Linked DNA regions of Sus scrofa: all the other regions are linked to region 2. Evidence: chromatin contacts called from public HiChIP or PLAC-seq data. All regions are on one chromosome and are shown on one strand. The core of a region is the stretch at or near the end of the contact, and the rest is flanking DNA. Distances in the headings are between cores, read along the strand shown.

Evidence for each region. HiChIP or PLAC-seq counts read pairs in DNA pulled down with a chosen protein or histone mark.
Region 1: an H3K27ac HiChIP or PLAC-seq map of alveolar macrophages shows a contact between it and region 2. The contact joins the promoter of ERAL1 here to the enhancer-like site in region 2. A contact is called at or near these places in 11 of 47 Hi-C or Micro-C datasets (adipocytes, alveolar macrophages, embryonic fibroblasts and 5 more) and 1 of 2 datasets of contacts at active chromatin or transcription factors (alveolar macrophages).
Region 3: an H3K27ac HiChIP or PLAC-seq map of alveolar macrophages shows a contact between it and region 2. The contact joins the promoter of FLOT2 here to the enhancer-like site in region 2. A contact is called at or near these places in 2 of 5 promoter capture datasets (fetal liver and liver), 13 of 47 Hi-C or Micro-C datasets (brain, embryonic fibroblasts, epiblast stem cells and 8 more) and 2 of 2 datasets of contacts at active chromatin or transcription factors (alveolar macrophages and skeletal muscle).

What each region holds. Positions count from the first base shown.
Region 1 is chr12:45,081,404-45,084,350 of Sscrofa11.1, forward strand. It overlaps ERAL1 (GTPase Era, mitochondrial), which reads left to right and starts at 1,583. Exons shown (of 10, transcript XM_021067490.1): 1 at 1,583-1,901. The coding sequence starts at 1,619.
Region 2 is chr12:45,011,678-45,014,562 of Sscrofa11.1, forward strand. The region is part of intron 2 of FAM222B (protein FAM222B); the gene reads right to left. Among named protein-coding and RNA genes, the nearest start is that of TRAF4, 37 kb to the left of the region's middle. Within about 2 kb of position 1,539, at least 5 of the 83 cell types and tissues checked have an H3K27ac peak or open chromatin away from gene starts, as enhancers often do. A contact at or near this core is called in alveolar macrophages, where this site is marked.
Region 3 is chr12:45,118,644-45,121,811 of Sscrofa11.1, forward strand. It overlaps FLOT2 (flotillin-2), which reads right to left and starts at 1,860. Exons shown (of 11, transcript XM_021067496.1): 1 at 1,662-1,860. The coding sequence starts at 1,710. It overlaps DHRS13 (dehydrogenase/reductase SDR family member 13), which reads right to left. Exons shown (of 5, transcript XM_021067495.1): 5 at 2,503-3,152. The coding sequence ends at 2,701.

The sequences.
Region 1 (2,947 bases), core at 333-2,832, 70 kb after region 2:
ATATCATCAATTTTTTCCTCTCCACTTGGTCACTGCCATGAGCAAACAAAAACTTCCCATTAGAAAAAAAGAGAGAGAGGTTCCTGTTGTGGCACAGTGGAAACAGATCCGACTAGAAACCATGAGGTTGCAGGTTCGATCGCTGGCCTCCCTCAGTGGGTTAAGTAACTCACATTGCCATGAGCTGTGGTGTAGATCACAGATGAGGCTCGGATCTGGTGTTGCTGTGGCTGTGGTGTAGGCCAGCAGCTGTAGCTCCGATTAGACCTCTAGCCTGGGAAACTACGTATGCTGCCCCAGTGCGGACATAAAAAGCAAAAAATGAGAAAAAAAAAAAGAAAGAAAAGAAAATCCCACCCTCTTCCCTCTTGTATTACCACTCCTTTTTGCTCTGCTCCCCTAGTAAGAGTTGTATACATACTCTGGCTGCCTTCAGTTCCTGGCAGGATCCAAGCCACCTCTGTGACCTACACCATAGCTCACTGCAACACAGATCCTTAACCCACCAAGTGAGGCTAGGGATCGAACCAGCCTTCTCGTGGATACTAGTCAGGATAGTTACCTCTTGAGCCACGAGGGGAACTCAATTACTCTTTCATTTTCTCTTAAATCCACTCCATTTAGGCTTTCACCCAAACCATTCTACCATTCTACTTAAACTGCTCCTTTTAGGTCACTAATGTACTAATGTATGTCTCTGTTACACACACACACACACACACACACACACACCAGGATAAAAGTCCCGTGCTGGAAATTTTTGTCCATTTAGTTCACTGTTGTATCCTCAGCACCTCCAATCCCTGCAAGAGTTCTCTCTCAATTCCAAGAGTCTGATTGAGGTTTCAAAGTATGAAGAGAGGGCTCAAGGCGACAAAACGGCCAAGATGTAAGAGGTTCCTCAGGCCGCTAAGGCAGTCGGGGAGACGCTAGGTGACTAAGTAGCTTTTTCTCTCTTTGCAGACCCTTAGGTTTTTCTCCAGAAAGGAATGGTCTCAGAGAGGAGAGAGTAGCCGAGGTTTTCAGGAGGGAAATTCGGGTCTGCTGCCTATCAGAATACCTACCCACGGACAACTCCTTACATGGATTCTCCCATAAAGGAACTGTACAGACTGCCGGAGGCCGCTGCCGACGCTAAACTAAGCCAGAGGCGCACTAGGAGGGGATTCCGCAAACCCGGGGCTGGAGAGGACTAAAAAGACCTGACGCTCCCACGCCCCGGATCATCCCTCCTTCGACTTGCGAGTTTCTCCTGCTGAGTGAAGTCTGGCGCTAAGAAAGAACGATTTCGCCGCGTGGCCTCATGGGAGATGTAGGCTTTCACGAGTTAGGGTAAGAAGGACCTTTTACAAAACTTTGGCAGGAGGAGCAAAAAATACGATGTGCACTGGAATCCAAAACGATCGTCACGCTCACACAAACCCTAAATACACATTTTCCCCTTTCCTTAGCCTGGGAGAGGCTCCAGAGGGGCCCCTCCTCCAGCTCAGCCCCAACGTCCCATGTGCCTCCGCTCTGTTTGGGCCGGTCTAGCTCTCTCCTGCTCGCTCGCTTCTCCATCTCTCTGTCCAATCGGAAGTGCGTTCCCGGCCAGTTCCCGCAGTGCCTTGCGGCTGCCATGGCTGCCCCCGGCTGGCAAGGGATTGCGCTCCTTCGGACCGTCTTAGGGGTCTGGACGCGGGGCCCAGAGGCTGCGAGAGAGTGCGCGGCCCGGCTCCCCTCGCTCTTGGGCAGTCAGCGGAGGTGCATTTCCTGTGTCGCGAGCCAGGCTTTCTCTGGTCCCCGCCTAGCCTCGGCTTCTCGCCCTAATGGCCACAGCTCAGCCTTGGACTGCTTCCTCGGACTCTCTCAGCCCGATAGTTCGTTGACTTTTCACGTCCCCGCCGTGTCCATGCACAGAGGTAAAGGGCTCAGACAGATTTGTACGCGTCCGTGACGGTTTTAGCACCGAAAGTCCCACGTCCTGGCAACCCTTCAGCTCTGGGCATAGCATCTTTGGCCCTGTGTTGTAGGAAACGATCTTGGGAGTTCACTGGTGGTCTAGTGGTTAGGATTCGGCGCTTTCACACCGCTGCGTTCAGGTTCAGTCCCTAGTTTGGGAAGTGAGATCCCACATCAAGCTGCACGCCAAAACCAAAAAAAAAAAGGAAGGAAGAGAAAATGATTTTGAGGGCGAAAGGTGAGAAGTGGAAGGTCTCACAGGAGAGAGGTACTAGGTTCTAGGAGTTTTCAAGCCAGAGGGAACTGATGTGGTCACAACCACAGAGGCTCACAAGAGCAGCAGATTAAAGAGCCACAGTGGAGCAGACGCGACCCAATAAGTGCTCTCATCTACTTGTCAAGACCCTGAACAACAGGGAGTAGGGGGTATTAGGGGTGCTGAACGTGCGCTACGGAAGATCCTCCTATAACTTATAGTTGGCTTTCTATATATGTAGTTCCTCTGTTTCTAGGATTCCCAAGGATTCAACCAACCGTAGATCGTGTAGTACACATTTAGTCAAAAAAAAAAAAAAAAAGAAAAAAAAAAGCATATAAACGGACCAGCGCAGTTCAAATCCATATTGTTCAAGGGTCAACTGTGTACCTGGAAATTGCATCCTCTATTCAGGGTAGCATAGGCTAGCGTCTGGTAGGGAGGCTGGGCACCAAAACTGGTAATTGCATTGCGATGTCATAAGGAGTAAATACATGCAGTTTCCACTGTGGCACAACGGAAATGAATGTGTCTAGTATCCATGAGGATGTGGGTTTCATCCCTGGCCTCACTCAGTGGGTTAAGGAACCAGCATTGCCGTGAGCTGTGGTGTAGGTGGCAGATGTGGCTTGGATCCCTTGTTGCTGTGGCTGTGGTGTAGGCTGGCAGCTGTAGCTGTGATTTGTGATCCCTAGCCTGGGAACTTCCATATGCCTGAAGTTTGACTCTAAAAAGCAAAAATGGGGAGTT
Region 2 (2,885 bases), core at 289-2,788:
CTACAATGAAAGAGGTCACAGTCATTGTCTAAAAGGTGATTTTAGGACCAATGACCTTAGGTTATTTCACTCATTCTACCCCAAAATACTGAGCCATCCTATATACCCACCATGAGCTGGAGAAATAGGAGCAGAGGCTTGGGATTAATAAAAAAAAAAAGTGACCAACAACATTGGGAGAAGATGGGTCAGAGGAAAACAAACTTGACAAGTACAAAGCCCCCAAATGGTTGGGGACTCAAAGCAAGTGACATCATGGAATAACAACCTAGAAAAGTTCTATGAGGACATTCACCTAACCTCGACTGTGGTCTTCCAACAAATGCAAGACCTAATCAAAGCCAAGATATCCTTTAATCCAGCCTGCACTACAGCAAATCACGTATCTAGGTTGGGAAATGCATTACATCCTCCTATATGTCTAGAAAAGGAAGAGAAGAGAAAATGCTGGCGTTAGGCTGGACCAATCCTGTGATTCTGTATACACAGCAACTCAAGCATGGGAAAAGTCATTAACCAAAGGGCTTACGGTGTTGGGTCAAGAATCCACCTATTTCCTCTCCTAACCCCAACCCATCTCTCCTGCCTTGAACTGACTCTTACAATATAAGGTATATTAAGCTACAAATATCTGTACCCTATGCCCACCCGAGCAGACACCAAGTTGTGTTTTGAGCAACTTTTAAGACCCTCTTGAGGATGGGAGCAGGGAAAGGCTGAAGAGCAGTCACAAGACTAGCTTTAGGTCTCTGTAGCTGACAGGCCTGGGCTCTGAGCAGCTTCGTGGCTGCTGGTTTCCAAAGGAGACAGCTTATGCTTCACCTCACCTTAACTGTAAATGCTTAATGCCAACAGCTATGAGTCACATGATAGGATTTTTTCAAAAATACATTTTGGGAGAGGAAAGAAGAAAGCAAGATTTAAGCAAGCTTAAAAACACCACTGGGTTTTCTCCTTTGGAGAAGTCTGAGTGTAGTTAAAGAGAGGAAAAAGAGAGTCGAAGAGATTCAAATACACTGTCCCCCAAATGGACAGGTAGGCCTGAAACCAGGGAGGAAGGATACCTTCATTCTTAAATAGAGATTCGGGGCAGTGGCTAGCAGAGACTACTTGGGGAGAAGGAGGAAAAGGTCCAAAGTCAGCCTCTAAGACCAAGCTGCCAATAACGTCTTTCCTTTCAACTGGCTCAGCCCTTGACAGCACATCTTTGGGTGAAGCTGTCAGAATGTGTTAAGGAATCAAGCAGAACAACAGTGAGCTGCTCACTGTCATCTTACCGTATGCCTCCAAGTACACTCCCTCCTCACTTGTGCCTCTAGAAGCCTGGAACCAGTCACAATGCAGTGAGCATGCAGATATGGGTGGCCAGGAAACACAGACAACTTTCTCATGCAATTATCACTTAGAAAGAGAAAGGCTGGGGAAGGGCTGAACAGCAGGTCTTGCTTACTATGTCAAGCAGCTGAGAAGGAAGACTGTCACCTCTGGCTGTGTCATTACACAAGGTGGATTCACTGGCCAAATTCTAGAACTAGCCAGGCTCTGAGTCTCAAAAAAAGGAAGTCAAGAGGCTAGACCATTTTTAACTTCTGAAGATGATCTCAAAAGGAGAACCGGGTGGCAAACTACAGCCTACAGGCCAACACAGCTGCTGTGCTTTTCTAGAAAGTTATACTGGAGCACAGCCACACTCACTTGTTTACATACTGTCCACAGGTGCCTATGCTCAGTGACAGTAGAGAAGTGAGTATGTGCAACAAAGACTCTAAGGTGTGATTCACAAACCCTAAAATATATACCATCTGACCCTTTATAGAAAAAGTTTGCCAATCTGTCACAAAGGATTCAGGTAAGGTGCTGAAACTCCTTTTCTACGAAAGGGGAAGCCTAGATGCCTCATTGATTTCTTCCCTTTTTGCTCTGAAATGAAGGTCTATTCCAAATTTAGGGCATTTTACACTTGATACTATACGTGGTACTGAGCCAGGAACAGAATCTTTTCCTTGCACATCACAAAGTACAAGGACAGAAGGTTGGACTCGGGGAAAACATGAAGTATAAACTAATTCCAGCCAATTTAAGATAGAAGTCTAACAGACAGTAATTAACAACTCAATCTTGTGGGAAGAATATTAACCGGAATATGCCCAGAGAGACAGAGAAAGCTAGTTTCCTATCTCTTTTGGAAGCAAAAGCTTCTTTACTTGCTATCAATTGAGGGCAAAGGAACATAAGGCAGACAGCAAAGCCAAAGGGAACTGTCTGTTTCCATGGTAGAGAGTGCTCAGAGAGTTCAAAACAACAGCACAGTGGAAACAGTTTGTTTCAGAGGTACAGTAAGTAATCTAGACTGTTGAGTTTTTGTTCAATTCCTCACGGGTGTTCAAATTGGAACACTTCTTTGAAGTGGGAGATAGATATATATATATATATATATATATATATACACACACACTATAAAACTCCTTATAACCTTGTTGCTCAAGAGATAGCTATCAGCAACAATTAAAATTAAGATGATATAGGAGTTCCTGTCATGGTGCAGTGGAACCGAATCGGACTAGGAACAATGAGGTTGCGGGTTTGACCCCTGGCCTCACTCAGTGGGTTAAGGATCTGGCATTGCTTCGAGATGTGGTGTAGGTCACAGCTTGGCTCTGCCGTGGCTGTGGCTGTGGTGTAGGCCTGTAGCTGTAGCTCCTGATTTGACTCCTAGCCTGGGAACCTCCATAGGCCTTGGGTGTGGCCCTAAAAAGAAAAAAAACCCAAAACAAAAACAAGAACAAATTAAGATGATACACATTGGGAAATTCTAGTATTTAAGAGGACCTCTGATCAGAGCAGTGTCTCACATTGCTGACATTTTTACAGCTGCCTTCTTGCTG
Region 3 (3,168 bases), core at 610-3,109, 110 kb after region 2:
TCCCTTGACTCCAGCACTCTTAATTCTCAGCACGCCTCCTCTCCACACCATTAAAACAGCTTCTAAGCCAGCCCTGCTTTGGCCACTGGCCAGGGGACCAGGTTCCTGGCAACTGGAAGGCACAGTGCAGGGTTTCCTCCTGCCTCCAGTCTCAAGGGTCTCTACAAGGACGAGAGCGGAGATTTTGTCTCCTTGGCCCAGAGTCTGGGCTTCTAGAAAGAAACTCCACAAGCAAAACCAAGTGCAGTGTGGCTCAGATTGGGGTTTCTACAAGCTTCTCTAGGGGTGGGGGCTGGGAGACTGGCCCAGGTCTTTTGTTTTTGTTTTTATGGCTGTACCCAAGGCATATGGAAGTTCTCTGGCCAGGGATTGAATCCAAGTCACAGCTGCGACCTATGCCACAGCTGCAGCAATGCTGGATCCTTAAACCCACTGTGCCTGGATGGGGCTCTAACCTGTGCCTCCACAGCGACTTGGGTGGCATTCTTGACCCATTGCACCAAGGCAGGCGGGAACCCCTGGCCCAGGTCTTACAGAGGTGTAGGTTTGGCCTCAGTGCTCTCTGGGGGTCTCCCTAGTGACCTTACGGCTAGCTCTGGTTTTCAGGGAGGTAAAGAATCTTAAATTCCCCCACAGGGGTAAGGTCTTAGTGAGGGAGAGTGGGGATTTCCTGTCCCAGGGAAATCAATTTTGAGATCCACACTGAGCCAGAGGCCATGTTCTGGGGTGAAAGTTTCCAATGGATTCATCACACCTCTCAAAGGTGGACAGCTTCCTGCCCTGGCCCAGCACACCCTCTTCTGCTCAATTCTAGAGCCAGCCCTAACGACTCTGTGCACAGGCGGAGAATCCACACTGACAGTGGGAAGTAAAGACAGGAGGGATTCCTGCAGCTACAGGCCTCCAAGCTGTCAGGAAACAGGCCCTCTCCCCAGCACCTGTGAGCTTGGGCTGCACAAATTGATGGCTTGAAAGGCTCCAGCCTCTTCCTCAAATTCCCAAATATACAACATACACAGCAGCCTTAGGACAAGATCCCTCTCATCTCCCCAATACTGCAGTCCCCCGGCCCCACCTAAGCTCACAGAAATTCTGGAGCCTGCAGCATTTTGCAACCTGAGCGACACAGCCCAGAGCCCGGTTTCGCAACCTGTAGAGGCCGCACCCGCGTTTCCCAGGCGGGCAGTGCCAATAAACCAGCACGCCCCAGCCTGCTGGGAATTAACGGGTCTGTGCCCAGATGGGCACCTGCCTTCCAAGGCTGCGTGACCCACCCTAGTCCCGGGCGCTGGCATCCAGCCAAACTGTGTTCCCGGAACCCCAAGGCTTCAGTTCAGGACCCCCTAGGCCACAGGGGCGACCCTGCTAGGGGAGGAGACGAAGGAAGGAGGGAATAAACACCGGCAAACACGCAGCGGGGGAAGGCGGGGGGAGAGCCCGGCGAGTGCCCGAGAACGCGGGGCAGGAAGGTGGAGCACAGGGGTCCCTCCTGAAAGGGTCTCAGGTGCGGCCCGGGAAGCCGCGGACTCAGGCCCCACCTCCCGCGCTGCCCCCCACCCGCGGAGCCCCTCCCCGTCCGCTGCCCAGCCCGGTCCCCGCCCTCCCGGGCACGGCCCCCCGCCCCAAACGTCTCCGGCCCCCCTCCCCCGCCGCCCCCTCACCTGAAACCACCAGCGCCTCGTTGGGCCCCACCGTGTGGCAATTGCCCATGGCGCCGGAGGGACGGAGGGCCCTCGGGGGGCCGCCGAGACCTGGACAGCAGCAGCGGGCCCGCACCGCCGGCCGCGCCCAGCCTATCCCGCCACCCCCAGCGGCCGCCCGCCGGCGCCCCTCCGCGGCCGCAGCCTCGCCGGAAGTGTGGCGGCGGAGGGCGGGGCCGGCGTGTGGAGGGAGGCGGCCCGAGCCAGGCTGTCAACACGCTCGATTTTAATTTTCAAAGTATTTGGCCCAGCCTGCCCGGCCTGTGGAAGTTCCCAGGCCAGAGATCGAACCCGGGTCGCAGCAGTGACAACGCAGGATCCTTAACCTGCTGTGCCATCAGGGAGCTCTTCAAGTGGTTGTATTACACAGAGCTGGCATCGTGGGGGCTCGGCCCTCAAGCAGTCCTGAAGGCGTTCCTTGGGGAGCCTGGATAACAACTGCCACGCCCCGCCTCGCCTCCCAGCACCCACCTTACAGGGGTGGGCCCTGGAGTCAGCCCGCCTGGGCCTGGGCTCCGATCTCAGTCCCTGCTCTTTCTAGCGGAGATCCGGAACGAGTTCCCTCTCTGGCTGCCTAGTCCCGCCTCTGGAAAGTGGGAATAATGTAACTAGGTGATCGCAAAGGGCACAACTGAACAATTCTCCATACTGATGGTGCATCAGATTAAAAATGCCCAGGCCTCCATCATCCAGGGCTGAGTGTTCCTCAGGGTAGAGCCTGGAGATAAGAAATTCAAATTCCTGAGGAGCAGCATCTGGCACAACCGCCCCCCCTCCCCGCCCCCCGGGCTTACTGTCACTCTCAGGAAGAAATCATCACCCTTTATTTCCTTCAACCAGGAAAAGAGCTCTCCAGGACATATACCTTGAAGCCCCCACAAAGTGACCATGGAGGTAAAAATCTCAACCACCTCAGTGTCCAGTGCATGACCATAGCCTGGTACATGGCTAAGGCTTTCAAGGATCACCCAGAGCCTTAGAAAGCTTCCCAGCCCGGAGGTTAGGAGGCTTGGGGCTCTGGTTCAGCTTTAACTGGAATTCGGCGTGTGACCTTGGACAAGTCTGGTGAACTCTGAGGGCTGGTGTAGGGTTCAGAAGCTGCGGGCTCCTCAGGGTGGGGGCTGCTCAGAGAAGATGGGACTCCTGGGTCCACAGGCTGGGGCTCTTCATCAGATTCAGCATCTTCCCCTGGCTCAAGCCCTGCCAGCCTTTTGCTGGCCTCCCACAGCCGATGGGCTGCCCGGTCGTCTCTGGCGGCTGGGGGCACCTCTTCCACATGGCAGTTGGCAAAGTATCTCCCACTGAGGGGCTCAATGCCCTCCTGCAGAGCGCAGTACAGAGGTGTCTGGGCACCCCCTCGTGGTGCCCGCAGCACCAGCCAAGCCAGTGGGCACAAAAGTGGGCGTAGCCATCTGGGAACGTGGCGTAGGAACAACTCTGAGTTGACGGGACCTGGGAACAGGAAGAA